3 separate regions of the Rattus norvegicus genome follow, and regions 2 and 3 are each linked to region 1. The links are chromatin contacts, called in public Hi-C maps. All regions are on one chromosome and are shown on one strand. The core of a region is the stretch at or near the end of the contact, and the rest is flanking DNA. Distances in the headings are between cores, read along the strand shown.

Region 1 (4,304 bases), core at 1,147-3,646:
GTAACTATGAGTTATTCAACATCCTTGTGTTCAGATCTGCTGTCATATCCTCTTTGTATGACCAATACGTTTCTATTAGATTTAGAATATTGCAAATTATTAGAGATGTCTACTTCTTGTATTCCTTTGTGGAACATCAGACTTGTTTCAACAGGAGGTTGCTCTCTTGGTCTAAGGATTGTCCTTGCTCCTTTAAGACTGGTCTCAATTGGGGCATATTCTTGGGCTTCGCTCCTTTTTAACACCCAGGCATCTACTGATATATTAATGATTCCTGATCCTTTTAGATAATTATCTGGAGATTCTTTTGCAATAATCCTGGTATGGTTTTTCATCTAGAAACTATTACTGGCCAACAACCTAGGGTTTCATCCTATGTAAGTCATATGGAGCTAAAGACTCTGCTTCCCTAATTCTAGCCTCTCTGACTATGAAAACACAGAGCTGTGTCTTCATGGTAAGAGGCTGTCCTCTTATTTGGCTGTCCACTCCCTCTGGAGTTGGCTGGGAATCGTTTTTGCTAAGGGGGAAATACAGGTAAAGCTCACTGTTTCTGTTAGTGAGGGATCACCGTCTATAGGCTGTTTTCCAGTATCTGGAAACAGTTGTTTCTCGTGTTGTATGCAGTATTCTGCTTGTTAACAATAGAATGGTCCAGCACAGGCTTTACTCTCTCCTGTTCTGAAGCAGAAGTCTTTCATGGCATTTTGTTCATGACTTTATAAAAATTGATAAAATATTTAGAAGGTCTCAGAAGGAAGAACAGAAAGGTTGATATCCCCCATTAAAGATGCCCAGTCACATCTATAGTCAGCAATTTTGTATTTTGTCTATTAAAGTCAGGCAAGATTCTACTAGTCAAATCCATCTCCCTTTTCTGTGAGGGACACTTAGAAAATAGTCTAAGAGACCATTTCCTTAATAGAGTCCTAGCCTCACAAGTAAACATGGGTCTGACATACATTAGTAAGTTGCCAAAGACATGTGGGGATTTGTAAAATGACTCAAGGATTGCTAAAATCTCTGCCTACACTGGATGACAATGGAAACACTAAAGAGCTCATGTAAGTTGGTTATGCAAACATTGATTTTCTAAGCAGCCTACAGGCTATTAAGTATATCCAGATATAATATAAATATATGCAGACTAGTCTAATGACTTTATTCTCCTTTATGTATGCCTCCTTTAAGACTGGCATTTGAACACAAGCTCCCAAAGAAGATGGAGAACTAACTCTCTTTCCTATACATTGAGATAAGACAGTACATGGTTAGGAGTCAGGTGGAGTACAGTGCTTCATTTCCCGTGGCTGTTGAAGATACCCGGAACAGCTCAAAGACCTTTCAGAAGTCTCCCGCATTTTTCCTTCCCTTTTACAAATTGAAGTTGAAGAGAATAGAAAGAAATGACGCTTTTTCTTTATTTTTGTGGAAGAAGTAGACAATCCCAGCTTCTCTTTTAGTCAAAACTATCACAGTTGTCATTTAACCTCAGGAATCAACACTATGCTTCTACATCAGGAATACTGAGACCTAGAGTCTAACCTACTCAGCTAAAGGGAACTAAAGTAAGCAAAAACAAAACACAGGCAAGAACTCTTCGGATCAAGGTCGCCAGCGATTACTAATAATTCCTGCACTGGGGAGGGGTTGGGGGGTGCAGGGCTGGACATTCACATACCCAGAGGCACAACTGTTCAAACTTTAGGCAAGAAGAATGATGACAGCATTTGACCATCTATTTAACAGGAAGGTGACTCCTGAATGAGAGAAAAAGGCATTTGGACCATACCATGAAGACCAGTGAGTTTCTTGTTTACAGTCTTTTTGGACTCAGCTCAGATAGCTTTTGTGAACACTTAAGATTTTTTAAATCGGGGGGAGATATTTAAGGAAAACTGTTCTGGCCAAGAGTGGCCTGAGAGAGTGGAGGGAGATTGGAGAGGGAAGAGCCTGAGAAGCAAAGACAGAGGTGTGGGAAAAACTGCAGCGACTTAAAAAAAAAAAAAAAAAGGCCAAGATTTCAGCTGCTGTCAGATAATAGACTTTAAAGAGACTTAATGCTTACCATCGTCCGGGCCCAAACCTGGGACTTTTAGAAGAAGGTATGGTTATATATTAGCATTGTGGCTCGAGGCTCAGAAACAACTTCAAACCCGGACAGCAGCACGCCTAGAGCGCCTCAGCCTTCGCTGGGTCTTCGGCGCTGCAGCGGCCTCCCGCCCCTCCGCCCCGCCTCCTGCCCCCTCGCCCCGCCCCCGATCCCTTCGCCCCGCCTCTGGCTCCTGCGCCTGCGCAATCCCCTAGCTCCGCCCTGCCCCTGCCCAAGCAGCCGCCAGAGAGGAACGGAGGACGGTGGCCCACGAGGCTCGAGCAGACAACGCGGCGGCGATGTCCGCGAGCCAGGCGAGCGCCGCGGCGGTAGCGGCGGGGCCTCGCGCGTGGCTAGGTGGCCTGGGCTGCGGCCTCCCCGCGGGTCCCTGGAAGCGGGCGCGCGGCCGGCGCGGGAGCAGAGGCGGAGGCCCCGGCGCGTCCTTCTGCCCCGCAGCCTGAGCCCGGGCGGCTGGAGGGCTCCGCTGCCCGAGGATGGGAATTCTCTTCACCCGGATCTGGAGACTGTTCAATCACCAGGGTGAGGCTGGGCCGGGCGAGGAGGTCCCGGCCCTTGTCGGGCGGAGGGGGTCGCCTTTGTCTCTCGGGAGCTGGGGAGAGCTTCCTCCCGCCATACACCCATTGCTCCGATTTGATCGCGAGCGCGAAAGGTGTCCTGCTCCACGCCGGGGGCCCAACGCGCGGCCTGGCCTGCCTCCATCCGCGTCGCCGGCCGGCAGTTGTGTTTGGGCCGCACTGACAACAGCTGGGGTTCTAGGGTGAAGACCGAGGGCCCTGGCCCTAGAGGCGCCACCGAGCCCACAGTTTGCAGAATGCGGAAAACTGGAACTAGTGCTGGACTCGTCTGGTTCGCTTCGGGAGGCTCTCTTGGGGGGAGGGGCGGGGAGACCCTCGCTGCGGAATAGTGGTGGGGTCTCTCCTTTGCGCCGTTTGTCTCTGTGGTAAAGGTCAAGCCTAAGGTCGTTTTCCTTCTTGGGTTATTAGAGGGTTTTTTTTGTTGTTGTTGTTGTTTTTTGGTTTTGGCCCTTGTTAAAATGTTTCGCTGAAAGCTTTTAAAAGCCTACCTCGGCTCTCTTTCGTTAGCATTAGGTAACTACCAGGTTACTCTTTAAGTTCGCCCAAAAGCAGACTTTGCCACGGCAGGCATAGGGGATTTATAAAAGAAATTACAGAATTGGGTGTGTGATACTGGAGAGAATATGGTTTTAACAGAACTACATAGTTACTAAAATGAAACGTCGTGCTTTTTTTTTTTTTTTAAGCTCTACTTGCGGTTCATTCCATCTGTCAACCACGTACTGTTTTTCTCTTCTATAAGCTGGTAGCATTGTTGCACCCCACTTTTTCCAGTTAAAACTTAATGAACGGTGGTGCCTACTGTTTAGACGGAGCTGTTTCCTGGTTTGCTCCTCCTCCGGGATAGAGCTGGCTTTATGGAATTACTTGTAATACCTAGTGGGTTATGCTTCTTTAATAATAATTTTTTTAAAAAAATTATACTTTAGATAACGGTACTAAATGAAGTGGAAGGCAATAAAGAGGATTATTTGCACTGTCTGGTCAGCAGAGTTCGAATGACGGGGTAGTGGTCTCCAGTGGCTTCATAATTCCGTGGGTCTACATACTCTTACCTAGCACAGGAGGAATTTGTGGGGATCTACAGTTTTTGAATATTAAAACTCTAGGTTTGAAGTACTAACGATTATATCGTTGTAGAACTGGTGATGTTTATGTGGGTAATAAGTATCTAGTTCTGTTCTATACAATCTGTGAATTTAGTGAAGCTAGTGTTTCAGTTCTGCTTTCCTTTAGAAAGACTTTGTGCTTTAAAGTGTCTCTGGTCCTGTCCTCACTTTCTTGTTTGACTTAATGGCAACTGTTGCTGTAACTTAAAAAGTGAATTAGAACTTTAAAAGAAACTCAGCTAATCGCAAGTGATAGCACGAATACATTGGTATCAGTACAGATCTTATACTCTGCATGTTGTAGTAGTGTTTGCCTGGACATTTACTCCTTGTTTAAAAATTAACAAGAGAATTAATAGAGTTCAGTTTCTAGAAAATTCCCAGTCAGTATAGTGAAACCGTGAAGAAACAGTTTGTTAAATGGTCTTTTCTCAGCACAGTAGCTTCATGGGATTCACTGTGGCAGACACTTGTTGGTATTTTTGGACCTGTGGAGAATGGGACACA
Region 2 (4,304 bases), core at 729-3,228, 180 kb before region 1:
AAATACTGAACACAAGTTCCTCAAAACAAACAAACAAACAAACAAACAACAAACATTAAAACAGAATAGCAGGTATGTGCTTGCAGAGTCAGCCACTCAGAATGTTGGACCTAGATGATTGCTCAAGCCCAGGACTCGGATCATCATCATCATCATTATCATCAACAACAACATCATTATCATCATCATCATCAACATCATCATCAACAACAACATCAACATCATCATCATCATCATCAATGACAACAACAACAAGAACAACAACAAAATGAACAGAGAATTACTACATGAGCCCACAGACTTGCTTCTACATGAATAACGGAAAGAAAGACTTGAAAGCAGGGAGCAGAGCAGATGTGAGCTAACGCTCACCACAGCAGAGCAGGCGTGTGAGCCATAAGGGGAGAGAAGTCCTCAGAGCATCCACTCACAGGCGAATAGACTCAGAAGATGCAAAGCACACACACCATAAGCTACTGTGGCAGCCTTAAGGCTTTGGCATGTGCTACCGTGTATGGCCTCTGAAGACACTCCAGGAGAAATAGCCTTGTCACAAAAGAATCAGTCTTGTAGGGTTGGGCACGTACAAGGTATCAAATGCAGAGACAGAAAGCAAAATGTCGATCTTTTTGTCTCGGGGAGGAGGGAATGCCAAGTTGGTGTGAGATGTGCACGGTTTCAGTTTGCAAGATGAGAAAATTTTGGAGACGGATAGCAATGAGAGTTGCACAAAAAAACGTGCATGTCCTTAATACCACCGAACTGCACATTTAAAAAAAAGCGCCAAAGTAGCAATATTTCTGGTGTGCGTGTACTCTTACCACAGTTAAAAACATGCTTTAAAAAGACATGTGTGGGGACTGGAGAGATGGCTGAATGGTTAAGAGCACTGCTGCTCTTTCAGAGGTCCCAGGCTCAACTCCCAGCACCCACATGGCAGCTCACAGCTGTAACTGCAGTTGCAGGGGATCAGGTATCCTAACACAGCCATACAGGCAGACAAAACAGTGCACATAAAACAAAAATAAAACATTATTTATAAAGGCATATAAAATGTAACCTGGGGGCTAGAGTTGGCAGGAGAAAGATGAGTGACGTCAGAAGTTCGGTCAGGGAACGTAGGTGATGTGACAGCCACAGAGTGTTTACAAACTCGTTCCTAACAGTGCTGCCAGGCAAGCACTTGTCAGGCTTGCTGTCCAGGTGACAGGATCAAGGAGGGTCACAGAATGGGTTTGGAAGGCTGGTTTAGTCAGTGAAGTATTTGCTACTAATTCATCAGGACCCGAGTTAGATCTTCAGACCCCCAGTGGAAAAGCCAGGTGTGGTAGCATGTCCCTGTAACCCCAGTGCAGGGAGGCAGAGGCAGTCAGGACCCTGAGGCTCCTTGGTCACCCAACCTAGTCTGACTGAAGAGCTCCAGGCTACATAAGAGACTCTGTCTCAAAACCAAGTTGGCTTGCTCCTGAGACACCACACCCAGACTGATCTCTGGTCTTCACACGCATGTTTTAGGGTTACAACAGTGGTCGGTCAGCAGTTGTCACACATGGAGGAAGTAGTTTAAAGCAGGGTGACAGGGCCCATGGACTGACTGTTGTGAATTGAAGAGAGCACGTCCTGTTCAACCAAGATCCCAGTGCCTTAGGCTACTGATAGGCCTGGGTAATAGTGAAAGTTGGGCGGTCCTCAGATCCCTGATGGTGTGCGGCCCGTGTCACGAGCACGCAAGACCGTAAGTCTCATGATGCATGTCTTCCGGGCTGTGTCAGTAGGGTAGGAATGAGTGCCGTTTCACTAAGTGCCATCACTGTTAACGTTTGTAATACAGTGAGGATGGGTGGAATAAATCCTGATGGAAGGCACTGTTCTGAGCTGTGTCCTCCCACAGCCTGTTCATGGTCATTACCTCTGTTTGCCACAGGGCAGAGCGGGCCAGGATGAGCACAGCAGAAACCCAGGGTGAAGTGACTGGTGCACTTGTACTGTTAATGAACTCCAACTTTCTGAAAGCTGTTTCTTTTCTGTTTCTCCCTGGCACTGTACTACGAGGGTAATTTAAACGGGAACCGCTAGATGTCACCACACAGTGTTTCTTAAATGTGGTGGAAGGCAAGGGATTGGGTAATTCTCCCTTTACCTTAAAGAGAATGGAGCAATGGCTCCATCATTTATGGCTTCCTGCTGGAAAGTGTCACCTTTAACCAACTACCACAGTGGCCTGTCTTCTCCCACCCCTTGCCTTAGCTGGCTGTTTGCTCTCTGGACCCCCACTCTGCTTGTGGGCTTTTATAACTCTACAGAAGGCAATGGGAACTGTCATTTTGTAGGTCAGCTTCCTCTAGCACCAACTACAGGAGCTACCGAAGGTAGGAGGGAAGAACAGGATTGACCTCAGGGGCTTGGGTGGGGTGGGGGGATGGGGTGAGGGAGGAGGGAAGGCCAGTGGGGGTAGGAAAGGGCAGCTTGCTTCCTATTTAAATGCACTTATGAATTGCACTAGTGATATGATTAGGCCCTTACTGCCAGCACTTGCAGGGATGCAGCAAATATACGCTCAGTTGATGCACAGGGACCTGGTAAATTGTGTGAGAAAGCAAGGAGCACCTGGGCAGGGAGGGGAGAGGCTGCGTGGTGAGGGTGATGGAGGGACATGTGTTGTTGGCTTTTTCAGAAGGAAAGAGAGGGTAGGAAAGCCTCATGGCACCCTCAGTAGAGGAAACTCACTAATTCAGGATAGTTGTCCAGTGTGCAGGGTCGGCTTCAAGTGTCCGTAGAGGAGATTCACAATGAGCAAAACAGTCAAGGAAGGCTCTCCTCTTCCCCAGCTCTGGGTGCGACTTTCTCTTCTGTGAACTTGTTACAGTGACAAATTACTTTTTTTTTTATCTCAGTGCACCTAAGGTAGACAGTGGAGAGAAGGGTCTTTGAAACAGTGATCTATAACACGGACAAAAGTAGGCAGGGAGGTGGGGGGACCACGGGAAAACCTTGGAGCATTCATGGGAACTCATCTGCTAGCTTTTGGACAGGAGGTCGAAGGATAAAGGGTGAACTGGGAGCTGATTCAAATACAGGGCTGGAAAGGCTGCGACAACAGCCACAGAGAGCTTTGCAAGAGTCTGGACAATCAAGAGAATGGTGCAGGGCGATCTAGAGGAGGAAGAGGCCAGACACAGACCAAATGCCATGCTCCCAAGGGACCTTGGAGAAATGATTTGCAACCAGCTAGGACGCATGCTTTGCCTCATTGACAGAAGGAATTTGGAAAAAAAAAACCCAATTTATTGTTTAATTATGTGTGTCTCTGCATGGGTCTGTGTACACGAGTGCACGTACACATGGAGGGCAGAAGAGGGCAGCAGATACCCTCTAAGCTGGAGTTACAGTGGCTGTTGGTCCCCAACAGATAGTGGGGACCAAACTTGGCTCCTCTGCACAAGTAGCAAGTGCTCTTAACTGCCAAGCCATGGATGGCTCTTGCTCCCACAAGGTTTTTCTTTTTTTAAATTGCGTGTTGTTTGTTTGTTTATTTATTTGACTTAGAGTGTGTATTGGGGTAGGGCACATGCATGCCGTAGCATGCATATGGAGGTCAGAGAGCAGCCTGCAGGTATCTCTTTTCTCCTTCCACCATGTTGGTCCTGCAGCAAGGGCCTTTACTCCCTGGGCCGTCTCAGTAGCCTGACAGAAGACGGAAAACAATGCAGACGAAGCGTTCCTTTTTGTCATTCATTCAAACAGAGACTTTGCATCAATCCACGAAATGCAAAGACTAGGCTGTCTCGAGCGGGAGGAACACTGCTAACATTAGTCCTAACCTCTCCTCCCCGGGAAGGGGAGGAATCGAAATTACTTCCGTCTGCGTCCCAGTCATCACCAACACCACACAGAAGGGAACCGGAACTTATCGCTCAGTACACTGAGACAGGAAGATGGCTGTGAGTTTGAAGCCAGCAGGAGTTTCAGGGTAGGCTGATCTACAGAGTGAGAGTGTGCATCTGTCTCTCACACCATAATGATAATCATATAAAAATAATAGCAACAATAATAAGGTCCTACTACACATTCGAGCCATGTATTATCTTATGGGATCCCATAAGCAGAGGACCCCAAAGACATGGGGTTTCCCCCACAGGAATCTCATACTGGGAGAAGGAAAGGGTGCCAGCCCAGAGTGGGGACTTGTCCCCTGGGAATAGATGTCACACAGCTCTAACAACTTTTCAGACCATCTCACAGGAGACTGAAGCCCAGACAATGATGAGCCGGCGTTTGGCAGGACCACACCTTAACCAGGACTG
Region 3 (4,304 bases), core at 1,121-3,620, 150 kb after region 1:
AATAAAATATTGTGCTAGCCCTGACTGTATCAGGATCACAATTAGAAATGCCTTTGATTAAGTAAAAACATCATTTGGACCTTAACACTCAACAACTCTAGAAAATGACGGCTCTAATTGACCTGGACAGGCAGCCTGTGTGTCTCCCCTGGAGGCTGATTTGTACAGCTGACCCTGTCCTTTGAAAGGGACCTGCCCAAAAAGCAAAGCATGGATCTCAGCACCTCTTTTTATTATTTAGAACCTGAGCTGTCACAAAGATGCATTTACCTTTTAAAATATTAAGTGAGACATTTTCAGTCTGGTAGCACCCAGGAATCTAAAGCAGGAGGATCTGGAGACTGAAGCCGGCCTGAGCTACACAGCACAATCCTGTTTTCAAAGCCCAAAGAAACAAAAATTAGATTTTTTTCTTTTGTACTTCTGATATTCGTGGTGAAAATGTCAGAATGATGATATTAAGGTGAGGATTATAAAATAATGAATGCTGCTGTTGAGAGAACTTACTGATGATCAAGTTTTCCTGTTGCAGAGAAGAGGAAATGGAGCCCCAGGGCAGGCACAGTACCTCTACAGGATGCAGTGTATCAGTGCCTGGCCTGGCTAAGACAAGGACTTCTAATGACTAGCCAGTGCCTTTGCACTAGAGCTATACCACCCCTATAAACCATAAGCCATGTGTTTGTAGTGTGCTATAGTCAAATTAATGTGAATAACTTAGCCCTCTTTAAAGTCATCACGGACTCAGGTACTCAGTGGCCCTGTTCGGCTTGGGGCTACCATATTAGCTTATGCAAAACATTTTCATCATCACTGACAACTCTACTGGATAACACTAAGCTAAAACAAAGACCAGCCATGGACAACATTGCCAGAGCTGTGCCATTCACCTTACCTGTGAGGGAGTTTACAGTAATGTAAAGTTTTAATTGATATTTGTGAAAACAAAAAAAAATGGGGCTGTTCCTTATCCCTCTGAAATCTTTGTGTGTACAGACATACACACACGGGTTTCTGAACAGAGATGCCAATGTGGAATTTGAGGCTTGCAATGTTTTTTTAAAGGATAGTACCAGCAGGAGAGAGGGCTGTTTCAGAGGGAAAAAGTGAGCCGTAAGGCAGGTTCAACAGAGGCTTGGCCAATGCAGCTGACCAAGGGAATCCACCTGCTAAAAGCTGGTCCTTCCTAGACCAGAAACCTGAGTGATATATGTCCAGGCACTGTCCCTACAGTAGAAACAGACTGGACAATACCAGTGAATGTCTACCAATGGAGAATTTCTTAAATCAGTTGAATTAAACCTCTGCCGCTTCCTAGATAGAGTAAACTATTTTCAGAAGGTTCCAAGATACCTAGCCCATACTTTGAAGTAAAGAAAGAAAAGAGCAAGCTGCAGGGCATCGTGTGATATATGGCTTTGAAATAGGATGCTTAGGAATCTCTAGGAGGGAGATTTCACCTCTAGGCTTAAGACCCTTGGTCTTGCACCTACTCCACCATGTCGGCTTTTGCTTAGGAAGATACCCAAAATAGCGGTTCCTGTGCACACATGAGGATGTGTGTGCACAACGTGAGATCCTTTTGTGATTTTTAAACGCACTCTTGTGCCTTCCTCCAGCATCTCTATAAGCAAGCATGGGAAGCTGACAAGACGAAAATCCACATCATGCCCGATATCCCCGAGATCGTTTTGGCCAAAGCAAATGCGATCAACATGAGTGATGTAAGTATACTCCCCTCGTCTCCATCTTTCTGTTTAGCCTTGTTCCCACCAGTAATAGAACATTAACTCTGATTTATGAGAAGGAACATTTAAAAACTAATAGACCTTGGTCTTTTTAAAGACAAAGGAGCATCTCTCCCTCCCTAATCTTTACTCTGCTCAAATTTGGAGCAAGGCCGTCCGAGGAGGCTAGGATAGCAGTTACAGCTTTGGATTTCATTTTGTGAGGTGCCCCTTGAGCTAAGAGACCCACCAGAAAGAGAAAGGCCTGGGGCTCAGCTATGAAAACTGTCCTCAAAAGAGTTAAAACAATGGAAAGAAAAGGTTGATATTTTGAACAAACTGGGACAAGCCCTACACGAAGGAATGTGAAACCTCCGTTAGAAAATGCATTTGATATTTAACTTCATTTGCTTCTTGACCTAGCTCTGCATGTTTGGTGGGAATCCTCCAAGCTTGGCAGTTTCTTTCTTTTCATTGTTTGAATTCCACAGAGATTTGGAATTGATGACTGTGGAATTTGCACTACTAAGTAAAAGAAACAACGTAAAACTAAGACGCCCTTTTGGCATGTGATGACAACCCCTTTGTAGGCGTTCCTTTGTCTCTTATTTGATAAAAATAAACCAGTAAGAGCCTGCTGGACTTCCTCATAGAGACCAGTTCATTTCCTTTCTGTAGTGATATGTTAAAACACATTTGAGCTTAAGTAGTCACTTTGTCTTTTCTCCCCCAACAATGATGTTTCTTAGAACAATCAACCATTGAACCACCAAGATCATATCTGCCCGACAGTCTTGCTCTCAACAGTCAGCCTTCTAGAATAAAGCCATGTTTTCCCGCTGCCCCTTCTTCTCTTCACAGAAACTCTATAAACTTTCCCTGGAAGAATCTAGAAAGAAAGGCTATGACCTCAGAACAGATGCAATTCCTATCAAAGCTGCCAAGGCGTCGAGAGATATTGCAAGTGATGTAAGTGTGAAGGGCGGCCAGCAAGCAAGCAGAGCAGTGCACCCGCAGACACCAAGTGAATGGGATATAAGAGGAAACTGTGATCCAGTGCTGTAAACAGTAGATTCACTGGGCTCTGCAAATGCATCTTGACAGCGTTTGTGTGTCTCCACTGGCATTTCTGGAAAACACACAAACAAGACACAATGGCATGTTAATCATGGTAATACCCTCACAGGCCTCAGCTTCCCACCTCAGGAAGTCTAGATGAACTCTCTGCTCCTTGGCCCTGAATTCCCAGCAGGATACTTCACGGAGTGTGGTTAGGGTTTTGATCATTGGTGCTAATGATGGCTGCTCTTAAATAGTGGGAAATATCCCAGAGATTGATAAACATTGTGAACTAGGGCTCCACACACCCCGGGACAGCTAATGTATTGGGACAAGACTCATATGAAACTTGATCTGGGCCCCAGAAATCTGCTTTAGCTTTATAATGCACAGCCCTAATCTCCTTTCCCACCCTGTCCTGCACCCTCCCTTCCTGTAGAACTCTCCTAGTGCTGAGAGCTCCAAGTTTTCCTATAGCGCACTGGAGTCAGTTGTCTTTCCTGGCTCCTCCCCTGTAACCTTCACACTCAACCCCATGAAAAGAAGCAGACTAAGGGGATAGCTCACTATCTCCCATCTTTGGAAGCTGGGGGGAACAGCAACATTTCTCCTTAGTTTTATCAGTTTGGTAAGGGGAAAAAAATCCTCCAAGATACAAAAAGGTGCTCTAAATTTTGCTGTGTGCCCCACATAAGCTAATATTTCAGCAGCAAATGGCCGGCGGATTTATTTCCCTGGGCAGCAACTGGCTGCTTGTTTTTCCTCTCATTTGCTGTGATCTTCCTGTAAGAGGAGAGTGTGAGCGAAAATCACTGTAGTGCAGGATGATGTGCACCCCAGTCCTCATTCGCCCCAGGAGGTCACTCAGCATGTCATCTCATACAAAATGGGGTCTGTGATAAGGACTCTGCTTCCAGATTTCACAGGCAAACATCAAAAATGTGTTTCATCAACAGTGAAGCTGTATACAAGTGCCAATGAAGAACTGGCAGTAGAACATTGATACTAGAATGATATTTTTTTTTTAGGTAAGAAAAATTGTTCTTCACGCTATTCACATTTTCTTCACAGTATAAATACAAGCACAGTTATGAAAAGGAGAAAGGGAAGATGGTTGGTTTTCGCAGTCTGGAAGACGATCCCAAATTAGTCCATTCCATGCAAGTGGCTAAGATGCAGTCTGATCGAGAGTACAAGAAAAACTACGAGAAGACGAAGACCAGCTACCATACTCCTGCTGACATGCTGAGCGTCACGGCTGCCAAGGACGCGCAAGCCAACATCACCAACACCAACTACAAGCGCCTCATTCACAAGTACATCCTCCTCCCAGACGCAATGAACATCGAGCTGACCAGGAATATGAATCACATCCAGAGTGATGTAAGAGAGTCTTCCAGCTGAGGGGTGGCTGGGTCCCCAGCATGGATGGGGACATCACAGAATTATATACCATAGTTTTGTGTCTCAATTGAGGACTTAATTGAAGTCAGGTTTATCTCTTCTCTTTATAGAACG

Evidence for each region. Hi-C and Micro-C count contacts between places; a contact is called where the count stands out from the background.
Region 2: a Hi-C map of Schwann cells shows a contact between it and region 1, with 4 times the contacts expected there. The contact joins the enhancer-like site here to the promoter of Arl5a in region 1. A contact is called at or near these places in 3 of 12 Hi-C or Micro-C datasets (Schwann cells, liver and mammary epithelial cells).
Region 3: a Hi-C map of Schwann cells shows a contact between it and region 1, with 4 times the contacts expected there. The contact joins the enhancer-like site here to the promoter of Arl5a in region 1. A contact is called at or near these places in 2 of 12 Hi-C or Micro-C datasets (Schwann cells and hepatocytes) and 1 of 1 datasets of contacts at active chromatin or transcription factors (oligodendrocytes).

The regions. Positions count from the first base shown.
Region 1 is chr3:57,310,580-57,314,883 of GRCr8, reverse strand. It overlaps Arl5a (ADP-ribosylation factor like GTPase 5A), which reads left to right and starts at 2,396. Exons shown (of 6, transcript NM_053979.2): 1 at 2,396-2,632. The coding sequence starts at 2,587.
Region 2 is chr3:57,486,590-57,490,893 of GRCr8, reverse strand. All of the region lies in intron 2 of Cacnb4 (calcium voltage-gated channel auxiliary subunit beta 4), which reads left to right. Among named protein-coding and RNA genes, the nearest start is that of Cacnb4, 90 kb to the left of the region's middle. Within about 2 kb of position 1,978, at least 6 of the 93 cell types and tissues checked have an H3K27ac peak or open chromatin away from gene starts, as enhancers often do. A contact at or near this core is called in Schwann cells, where this site is marked.
Region 3 is chr3:57,157,772-57,162,075 of GRCr8, reverse strand. It overlaps Neb (nebulin), which reads left to right. Exons shown (of 165, transcript NM_001419519.1): 46 at 1,620-1,724; 47 at 2,589-2,696; 48 at 3,858-4,169; 49 at 4,301-4,304. Among named protein-coding and RNA genes, the nearest start is that of Neb, 61 kb to the left of the region's middle. Within about 2 kb of position 2,370, at least 3 of the 93 cell types and tissues checked have an H3K27ac peak or open chromatin away from gene starts, as enhancers often do. A contact at or near this core is called in Schwann cells, where this site is marked.